Regions from separate parts of the Gasterosteus aculeatus genome. Here region 1 is linked to region 2. The links are chromatin contacts, called in public Hi-C maps. All regions are on one chromosome and are shown on one strand. Each heading gives the region's core, a stretch centred on a gene start, on an enhancer-like site or on the middle of the called end of the contact. The rest is flanking DNA. Distances are from core to core; before and after follow the strand shown. Region 1 holds the start of disp1 (dispatched homolog 1 (Drosophila)). Region 2 overlaps tlr5b (toll-like receptor 5b).

Region 1 (5,437 bases), core at 1,660-4,159, 53 kb after region 2:
ACGGTAGTTGTGCCTTACACACAGGTCCACCAACAGAGACCCTTCATTCCAGCTGCAGGTGAAACAGAGAAAAGTCGTTCGTAGCGCTGGTGCATCGCCTCACTTCCCTTTACCCACGTGGGGAGATTCCCCTGCACTAAAAGCCAAGGGTTACAGGGAAAAGGTTTCTGCACGTTACCAACAGATGGACAGAAGAGGACTGACACACATGGGGTCCACTGGCGATGGACGCCGCCACCAGCAGAAGAATATAAGCGTCCAACATCAATGCCCTGGATTCTGGCTCGGGGGCAACGTTTGCTGAATGCACAGAGACGGATTTAGACACGAGACGGCCGGCTTACAGCAGGACGCTGCCGGGGGACAAGTTGCCCAGATGGAGATGGGCCAAAACTGAGACGGCAAGCAGCTGTTCAAAGCCAGCTGTCCGGAGGCCAGTTGTTCATAAAGACGGAGAGGCCGAGGTGGAGGGATTCAGAGACCTTTAGGAAGGGGGGTGGGACTGGGTGACAGCGAGGGAAGCGGGCTGAGGGTAATTTCTGAGGCACACATTTATCTGGAATCAGGAGGCTTTGTCTTCAAACAGATGCTTTGAGTTACTTACGGCTTATTCTTTTTGTTAAAGCAACACACAACAGAGCTGAAACAACGTGAGGAGAATTGTCACACTGATGCTGTTTATAACACATGATGCTGACATTGTGTTCCATCCGAGGCCTCCGATTTACATTCAATATGTCCCGCACACAACACGCTACACGTTAGTCATTAGTGCTCACGGTTGCTTAATGCTGGAGACACGCAGAGATGTGCTAAACAGAATAGTGGATCTACGTACCTCACCGTGGTTATTAGAGCAGTAAGAAGACGACTGGTGCTTCTCTCCTCCAGCTGGAATAGAGAAGAACAATAATTCAACATGATAAGTAAATAATTATACATCCAGACATACCGTTGGGTCATTCCAAATTGAGCATGAAATGCAAATCAGTCATATTTCTCAGAAAATCGGATTACTTAAATCAAAATAAGGATATGACGTTGCGTTCACTTGGGAATGACACCCGGATGCCCTTTGGTTCAGTGTGGACTACTGGGCTGATGTTAGCGATTATTAAGTGCAACACTTCCCCCTATTGGACTTTTTCTGAATCGTACAAAGAACCACCAGAGCGTCCCAGAGAAGGTAGACGCATGGAACCATGGGAAAACATTTATTCACCACTACGCATCTCTGGAAATCAGCAGCACGGTGTCGTTAAAGTACGCTGACGCTTACAGCACGTTTCACTAATGTTTGCCATCTTAATGCTGAATCAGTGACGTGTAACAGCGGCTGACGGTCAGAAGACTCGTCTAGCGCTTCCACTTGTTGAGCCAGACGAGTCTCTCAAAGCGCTTTAACCCCACGTGAGCGTTCATACTCATTCATACGCTGACGACAGGTTCAACAAACCAGCCGACGTTCATCCAACGAGCCGGACGGGCGTCTTGGACCAGCGTACAGCCAGAGATCGACCCGTCGATCCTCTGATCGCCATTATATACAACTATCCACTGACCGATTAATGGAGAAAGTAATCAACAGATGAGAAGTAGAATAATCCTCAGTTGTTGTCTGGACGTCCCACGGACATCTTGAAGACAAGAACCAGGAGCACGCTCTGGTATTGTGCCGCCAACGCTCGTACGAATATCCTGACCTCAAACGCTTGGACCTTCTCATTCGATGGTGTTTCTTTCATTTTAATTACATTGTGTTAAAACAGAATATGTTCTATATTCTATGTACTTAAGTAGCCACCTTTTTCTGATTTCTTCGCACTCATTCTTTGAACCGGCTTCACGAGGTGGTGACCTGGAATGGTTTCCATCAACAGGTGCGCCTTGTCCAGAGTTCATTTGTGGGATTTATGTTTGAGGCCATCAGTTGTGCTCAGTCCTATAGGAGAAGACGTCTATTCCACTACAGTTCTAATCCAAACTGTGGCGAGAAACTGTCAATTCAGTAAAGAGAAGCGACGGCCCATCGTTTCTTTAAGAGGGAAGGTCAGTCCACCTGGAGGCCCCAGCAGGGGCCCGGCAGGGGGGCTCGGCACCGTAGTGCAGCCTGGAGGGCGTCGCTGCACAGCCCTGACCCTTCACCCCCGCGTGCTGCTCGTGAACATGGTTTCCGGGCAGTGACCCGTCCTCGTGTCCACCAGGGTGACGTAATCACCACGGCTTCGGCCTTTAACGTCACGTCAAAGCCGCGTAGACCCGTTCACCCGAGCTAGCGGTCCCGGGTCGTCCACGTCACCGCAGCGAACTACGAGAAACGACGTTTCGCCAACACGGGGGGCGCCAGACGCCGGACACAACGCTGCGTCCGAAGGAGGCGGAACTGAACGGGGCCGACCGACCGGCGGCTACCGGCGGCTAGCTTGAGTTGGCGTTAGCCTGCTAGCCACCGGCGGCGAGCCTCGCTCACCAAAACAGCTGGCTGAGCCGCGGCGGCTCCGCGGGTTCGTTCAGCGAGCAAGCCGCATACTCACACGCAAACCCGCCGGGCCGGAAGCGGGACGCGGGAGCGGAGGGGGAGCTGTGCGGGTCCCCCGGACGCGAGTTGTTTTGCTTTGGCCGGATGCTGATGAATACACAACCCGAGCATCAGCCCATGTCGGCTGGGCAGCTGCGAACCGGGAGTTCGCGGCCGTGTCTCAATCCAGCGGCTGTGTCCTCCGGAGGCTGCTCATCCTTCCCAGACCGATTGCGTCACCGCGGCCGCGACGCATTCAGGCGACTCCTTCAAATGCAGCCGGAGAATGAGGACTCCGAGTCCCAATAACGGACGCATTTAATGTCGTTCCAAAGCACAATACACATCGGGCTCTTCGTTGTTATTATCCTCATGCCGCATTAATGCCTCACACAAGCTTGAGGTTGAACACTGCTCGTGGCGGTTGTATAGATAATAATATTATTAAAAGAAAGGGATCCAAGTGGCTCAAGTTGTGAACCTGAAATATCACTTTCTTGGTACAGAAATGTTACAAACTCTGAAATTAAATACGTAAAGATACAAATACATAAAGAAACTCTACTTGGTTGCGTTCCTTTGTTTTGAAATGTCATTGAAAAATGTATTAATTTTGTTTTTCAGCTCTTGGGAGAATTTTGCAATATCTGCACTTACAGAGCAGCTCTTATTATGCGAGACAAAATGCAGCGCTTGTGCATGTGTGTTACTAGAATTTAATAAACGTGTTTGCTGACATTTATTTTGTAGCTGTGGTCGGCCCCCGTAGACCAAAGGATGTAGCCGCTGAAATGAGACACAGCTCTTCTCCGGAGGGTTTCTGGTGAACCGTAGGAAACTTGAGGGCAGCAGAAGGAAACCATGTGCCCGAGCTTCTTACATAATGTCCATGTAGTATACTTTAACATTCACCTAGTACTTTCTCATTGCATTGGCATGCTGCCTATACCCGTATTATATTTACAGTTATTATAAGTGGTTTGTATAGATTAGTAAAAAAAATAAGAACAAAGTAAGAACAAGAACAATATTAAGTATTAAAAGAACTGCACATGCAGCCAAATTAGTGGTACTTTAACTATGGGAAAAACATTCCTAAAATGTTTTTTTGTCATATGGTATTTTCCAATTATTCTTATTTCTTTTAAAAATTGTTTTTTTTGAAGTGGAATGGATGTAAGCAACACATAACAACTACAAGCCATTGAGATGTTTGTTGGTTTCCTCTGCAGTTCAAACGAGCATAACAGTGCATGAGGATCAACTCAAAAACACTTCTGTAAGAATACGTGTTCAAGATTTGGAGCCTGGTCGGGGTCATCAAGAATTCAGCCGAACGACTTCTCTCGTTCTGGGAGATTTATTTGTCAGATCGCAGGTCAAGTATCAGCGCTGCGTTTGCAAAGGCAGGAGCGGTTCAGGCAGCACACAGGCCGGAAGAACAACCAACTAACATCAGCAAGAACATCATGTTTTACAACCCTTGAAAGACAGAGAAGGAAATATTTCTATTGGCCCTAAACTGGCGTAGAGGAGGACCTTCCACCTCCCGCATCTAAGATCCGGTCACATCCAATGTCCAGACTCCTGACTTAACGTAAACATCGTAAACAGAGTGTGTATGTTGAATAGTGTTGGTGTGTCTCTAACCCCCCTTTGGCTGGTAAATCTTCTAGTTGACCCGCTGACCTTACATTCCTCAGCCAGGACATAAACTGACTCCCCATCCTGTCAGACTCGTGTCTGCCTGCTCGGCACATCCTGCTCCCCCCCTTACCTAACTCCTAAATCAAGACTAGACTTTTGATTATCACTTCTCACACAAGCTTTGGCCTAAAGAACAATTCACATTTCTCCAACAATTCATGCCTTGTTCAGGTTATGTTCCATAGCTCAATTATTACACAGGCATAAGAACTATTTCCACCATCAACGGTGAAATAGTTTCACTTAAGTGAAAGAGAGTAGAATTAATGAAAGAATTCATTAAAAGGAATTCTAATGCACAACTGTTCAGTTTGAGTTTTATGTTTGAAGATACTATAAAATCCAGTAATTATATAGAATCATCAGTGGTGTTTCTGAATAAAGCATACAAAGTTGTGAGTGTGTGGATAATAATTCAAGGCTTTCCAAACTGACCTGATGTGCTTCTCCACACTGATCAAACTGTCTCAAAAGTGAGTGTTTCTAATCCTTTGGGCACATGTAGGAATCTGGAATCCCCCCCACAGCCCAGAGTCCGGCTCTGGGGATCAGGTAGATTGGTGACTAAGTTGCCCGTAGGTGTGTGGATGTGGGTGTGACTGGTGTTTTGTCTCTGTGTAGAGTCTCAGTCCAGGGTGAACCCCGTCTGTGAAGATGGATGGAGATCACCATGAAACTACAGCTGATTGTTAACATTAAAACAATGATCGTTCCATTAGTTACTTTCAATGTGCAAATGAGGCAATATCTATACCTTTTTAGGAGAAATCCAAAGAGTCAAATAGACAAAGAAGTCTAAGACAGCAGTATAAGACTTTTTAAAAGAAGTAAAAGAAGCAAAAGCCCAAATTCTTAAACTGACCAGTGCTTGAAAAACATGTTTTTCTCCCCTTCTTGATGACATCGTGATCCTGTGAAATACGGGATGTTTTTGGTCATTGGTTTTGTACACATTGGGGACAGAGTTTTAATTCTTGTCACGTTAAAAAGGTCCACAATGAACAGTGTGTAAAATAAATGAAATGTCCTTGTCCTTGGTACTGCAAAGAGCCAGAACTAGTGTCCCATATTTGGGAAATTTCTGACTGTCCCTCATGCCCGGTCTATGTGGCTGCCCGAGAGGCCCAGGAGGCACGGGATGCCCGGGAGGCCCGGGATGCCCGGGTGGCCCAGGAGGTCCGGGTGGCCCAGGAGGTCCGGGAGGCCCAGGAG
Region 2 (5,485 bases), core at 1,402-3,901:
AATAACTATATATATTCTTTGCAGAGGGCTTTTTTAAGTCCGCTACAGGACGCGGTCATTATTAATATTTCCAAGAACAAAATCAATCAGATTCAAAGAAACGCCTTCAACGGTCTTCAAGGACATTTGCGAATGCTCGTCCTGTCCGAAAACCTCTTGGGGGAAATACACTCTCACACGTTCAGCAATCTCACAGACCTGCGGGTGTTGGATTTATCTTACAACCACATCGGCGTTTTAGGATACAACGCATTCAGCGGCCTCCCAAGATTACGAGCGTTGTATCTGACGGGAAATTCCCTGCGAGTCCTGGGTTCTCCGACGCCGCTACCAAATCTAGATTATCTACTCCTGGGCGACAATAAACTGCAATCTCTTTTTGGAATCAGTGAATTTGGCAACAACAGTATCCACGTAGACGTTGTAGACAACCGATTGACTAACTTGCAGGACGTTTATGATATTTCAGCTCATTTCAATCGTCTCAAGAATTTCTTCTACGGGGGAAACATCATCAAGCATTGCATAATCACTCCGCAAGTCACAGTACCTCGTAATAATAGTTTACAAATCCTGGATCTTCACGACAGTTCCCTAAACACCATCTGGGCGCAGGGGCAGTGCCTCAACCTTTTCCATAGTTTAGAAAATCTTCTCGGTCTTAATTTGAGCCTCAACTCCCTGTCGACTCTCCCACCAGGGGTTTTCCGCGGCCTCGGCTCGATCATAGAGATCGACCTCTCGTCCAATGCTCTGACCTATCTGCAGCCGGACATCTTTCCGCTCGGCCTGATAAGACTCGACCTCTCTAACAACTTTCTGGCCTCCCTGGACCCAGAGACTTTTCGGTCTCTGAGCTTCCTCGGCCTGGCTGGGAATCGGTTCCACTGTGACTGCAGTCTGGAGAGCTTCACCAGGTGGCTGAATGCGACGAATGTAACCTTCCTCAGCCCGGTTGAGGAGTACAGGTGTGAGTTTCCAGACGCTCTCCGCAATCTTCCACTGCTGGATTTCTCTGCGGTGGTCGAACCGTGCGTGGAAGACGACGAAAAGGCCGTCCAAGGACTTAAGTTTGCTCTCTTCATCTTGTCCACTCTCGTGATACTCGCCGTGGTCGTCGGCGGGATCGCCTACGCCCGTCTCCGAGGGCGCATATTCATCATCTACAAAAAGGTGGTTGGCAGGGTCCTGGAGGGCCCGAAGCCGCCGCCTCCCGTGGACCAAGTGCAGCACGATGCCTTCCTCTGCTTCAGCGACACCGACTATGACTGGGTGGAGGCCGCTCTGCTCAAGAAGCTGGACAACCAGTTTTCGGAGGAAAACATGTTCCACTGCTGTTTCGAGGCCAGAGACTTCCTGCCAGGCGAGGATCACCTGTCCAACTTCAGAGATGCCATCTGGGGCAGCAGGAAGACCGTGTGCGTTGTCACCAGGGAGTTCCTGAAGGGTAAAGTCTTTTTACTTTTAGTTGTAGTAACAGGCACAAGGCTTTGACGTCTGCTTCAGTTTTGGCCGTGAAATATTTTCTTTCAAGGAACATTTTGAGAGATGAAGTAATCGACGGACCCTTTAGACCAGGGGTGCTCAGTACGTCGATCGCGTCGATCTCAAAGGCAGTACTAGTCGATCCCGTGCCATCGGTAAAAATGCGGGAGATGACCGAAACTAATGCTAATGCTAATTAGCGATCCTTGCTTACTAACGGACGCATTTAATTCCAAAGCAGCCCAGGCTGACTGCAGTAAGGTAACGACCAAGAATGTGACGTTTCCTCCTTCTGACAGATGAGAGGTTCGTTGTGTTCTACTATTTACCGGTCCCGCCCCCGTCAGCCGGCACGGAGGGGGGTCGATCGCCATGACCCGGTCAGTTGAAAAGTAGCTTGCGAGCCGGAACAGTGTGAGCACCCCTGATTTAGACGGAGCCCAGCAGCCTCCATGTTGCCAGCTTTTATGACAAGTTAAGCCAAAGCTCTGCTGGATGTGGCTTTTTTCTTGACATCCAATTATCTCCAAGAAACTCAATTAGTGCTTTTTTCAAAAACGTCGAACCGCTGCGCAGTGTGAGGGTTTAAGCTGCGGCGGCGAGGAAACACGTGGCTTCTAAAAGAGGTTGAAGCAAAAGTTGACTTTTGGAGAAACACATATTATTATGTATTTGTTTTACACACGATTACTCCTCTTTTACTGCTTTGTGAAAAGACAAAGGCGGAGGTTGCAGAAACTAACCGGGTGGTGTCTCTCTAGACGGTTGGTGCTTGGAGGCGTTCACTCTGGCCCAGAGCCGGATGCTGGAGGAGCTGACCAACGTGCTGATCGTGTTGGTGGTGGGGAAGGTCTGTAAAGCTGCTTCTATCTTCACGTACAAAAAATAGAAATCATGTGTGATTTTGAGAATAACTGAATGTTAAATTATCGTTGCTACACAGAAGGCTGAAAGCTGCCGTTTTTGACCTTTGTCTCCGTTTTTATCCGACTGAAGGTGGCGCACTACCAGCTGATGAGGTACAAGGCGGTCAGAGCTTTCGTCCAGAGGAGAGAGTACCTCACCTGGCCGGAGGACCCTCAGGACCTGGAGTGGTTTTATGAGCGCCTCGTCTCACAGATGCTCAAAGACACCAAGTTGAAAAAGGTTGCCGAGGAGCCCGACAGGGGACCTGCTGATGAGGACGGCGTCCAGCTCCAGGCTATCAGAGCCGCCGCTGTGTGAACTCCTGCCTCCTGTTGAAGAAAGACTCGCTGCTGGGATGAGGACCAAGTGCCCCCTGCAGGGGAGAACGAGTATTACCAGCTTCAGAGGAAGGGAAGGCAAAGACAGACTTATGCAGAACCTCTTCGGCCCTGAACATTTGTAGGTAATCAGATAATCTGTGGTAAAAAATTCCAATTATGTATAATTCCTTTTTTTCATGTGGATCTTTGGTCATTGTCCAATTTTACAGCATTACATGTCAATGATAAGAAGTTATGTTGTTGGAATTATTGTGTTGACTGGATTAAATGTTTCTGATTATTGATTTATAACTAATATGCATCTGCTAATCGCAAATATAAAAAAATTCTAATAAGAAATATACGTAATATATAAATATAAGAGTACAAATAAGTCAATTTTGCAGATTTGTATATCAAATGCTTGTGTGCACAAATAAACCAATTGGGGGTCAGTATGTAACTCTGTCCTTCACTGTCAGCAGAACACGTCCGTGTCCTCACGCCACTAAAAACAAAACTAAAAAAACTATTAACATCTGGATCCAGAGGGAAGAAGTAAGAAACATTCATAGGAAGTTATGCTCCAATTGGACCAAATTTGTTGATTTTGAATTCCTGAGCAATAAGACTTCTTCTATTTGAAACACTAACATTGCTCCTCAGCGGTCTTCAACTTCTACTGAGGCTTTGTTCTTATTAACAGCCTGAGGGATGAATGCTGACACATCTGTACGGTTCATCGTACGCTCTCTAGTGTCTGCAAAGGGTTATTTTATTTATTAAAGGGGAACTCCTTTTGTGTTCCTAGATCATGTATAAAAATGGAGAAAAGCTGAAATAAACCTTTTTTCCAGGAATGCTGCTACAATTTTATTGTGTATAACAATAAAAAATACTTCTACCAGCCGGCTGTGGGGCAGCTACGGACAAACAAGGGTTCAGAAGCGAAGTGAAACCAATCCAATAATTAATGTCAGTATTGAAGAGAGTTCCTGTGTATTTTCATGGTTACATCACTCAGTAAATCCAATCAACAGGAGAAGTTTTAGCTGCTAAACTCTGCCGCCGCAGCTTCGGTTCATTTCTACAGACGTTTAAATGATCGACGTGTCATTTCCTTTGTAAATCACTGTGAGGTTCCTGGTTGGCTGAAAGGAGCCTTTTGCACTTGCACTTGTGTCACCACTAGAGTGCGTACACAGAGGGGGGGTCGGTTGCCCTCCTGTGTGGTTTCATACACCGTCAGACGGGTCCATCCGTCCCCCGGCACAGGGGGGGATGTGGGGGTCAGCAGGTTGTTCTTTCATTCCAGCTGCGTGTCTGAAAGCAGGAAGCCGCTGGGCAGAGCGAGCGCTTCCGTCCTGTTGGCCGCCGGCCCGCTCGCAGCCTTTATGAGCCAGCTGCTGGGAACATTACGGCCTCCTGCTGCTTCTACGCGGGACGGTCCGTTAATCTGAGCCCGGTGCAGGTTCACATCCGCCTGACCTCAGGTCTGCCACTACTTTACACTTCCTGGGATTTACCCGTTCTGGATTTCCAACATGTTCATATGCAGCATGTAGTGGGCCTCATTTGGATGATCCATGAGCTATAGGAAGCCCCCCCCCCCCCAGAGGCCTTCTGTGAATGCAATGAATACACCATTCAAATGGACAAACATCTTTCCCACACCGAGTCCATTTCGTCTTTACCAAACTAACCTCCAGAGTCATGCAGGTTGTTAAGAGTGGGATCCAACAAGCTCCTTCGGGGCCCGTGTGGGGGCCCGTGTGGGGGGCCCACTGCAGGCTCCTCTACCCCTGATAAGGGGGAAATTGGGGCCCTTAATGATTTATGTTGAGGGAAATGAGCAATAGATGCATTTTTTTAATGTGTGCCAAGATCAAAAAACTAGTTAATGTAGTTGACGATAAATTTCAAGAAATAAAATAATTCATTCTTTAAGGACATTTATTCTAAATAAATAAATAAATGTTTTTGCCTTTGATTTTTAATTGTCTTTTCAGATGAATTGGTTTTTTTTTTAATGTTTCAAGGCTCGTTGGGTTAAACGAGAATAAACCGTGTCTCTGTCCTCCAGCAGCAGCTCCCCCGACATCTAATTTGGAAAGTGGGAATAAATGTTTACCTTGTAAACAAGCTCGCCGTCCTCTTCAGTTATTTCGGGCCAGAACGCGCATGTCCGCCTGCGGGAAGCGTCAAACGCTGCCCTCAAGGACGCGGCTAATGTTTGACCTCCACCAGCTCAAACAGTTACAGGGATCCTGAGGGACGGGACTCTTCTGCAGGGAGGAGGAGGAGTGTGAACACAAGCTGATCTCTGTGAGGCAAAGATGGTGTTTCCTTCAACACAGGAGCATGAAGCGAGCCCGTGTGGCGCTGCACGCTCACGTGTCGCGTCTTCTATTTGTGGAAGTGCGTTCTGGGGTTGAGGGCCAGATGGGGACGAGAAGGAGCAGAAGCTCGGCGGTACTTCTCTGCGACACCATCGAGGCCTCACGCTGCAGCTGAATCCTCCTCCTCCTGCTGCTCGGAGCCACGCGGAGATGAAATCAGATGTCTGACCTCAGAGAAGCGATGTGGGATCTCTAGATTTATTCCTCCAGACTTCTATTGAAAATCTGCAGTTGAATTTTGAGCCACATGAGGGAACCTGAAGGTCCAGAATCTGAAAAGCAAACATGCTTTTGAGACTAAATGTATTTATTGTGTGTCAGGCATTTAGATTTTCAGCAGTGCATTAAACACACTGATATACGCCTGATTAATGT

Evidence for each region. Hi-C and Micro-C count contacts between places; a contact is called where the count stands out from the background.
Region 1: a contact with region 2 is called in a Hi-C map of skeletal muscle, with 6 times the contacts expected there. The contact joins the promoter of disp1 here to the enhancer-like site in region 2. A contact is called at or near these places in 4 of 6 Hi-C or Micro-C datasets (skeletal muscle, tail fin and whole body).

The regions. Positions count from the first base shown.
Region 1 is chr18:975,465-980,901 of fGasAcu3.hap1.1, forward strand. It overlaps disp1 (dispatched homolog 1 (Drosophila)), which reads right to left and starts at 2,910. Exons shown (of 12, transcript XM_078093916.1): 1 at 2,535-2,910; 2 at 839-891. It overlaps LOC144389422 (a long non-coding RNA gene), which reads right to left. Exons shown (of 2, transcript XR_013453458.1): 1 at 5,088-5,437; 2 at 3,860-4,871.
Region 2 is chr18:922,705-928,189 of fGasAcu3.hap1.1, forward strand. tlr5b (toll-like receptor 5b) reads left to right here. Exons shown (of 6, transcript XM_078093922.1): 4 at 1-1,447; 5 at 2,247-2,335; 6 at 2,482-3,169. The coding sequence ends at 2,709. Among protein-coding and RNA genes, the nearest start is that of tlr5b, 5.6 kb to the left of the region's middle. Within about 2 kb of position 2,652, at least 1 of the 9 cell types and tissues checked has open chromatin away from gene starts, as enhancers often do.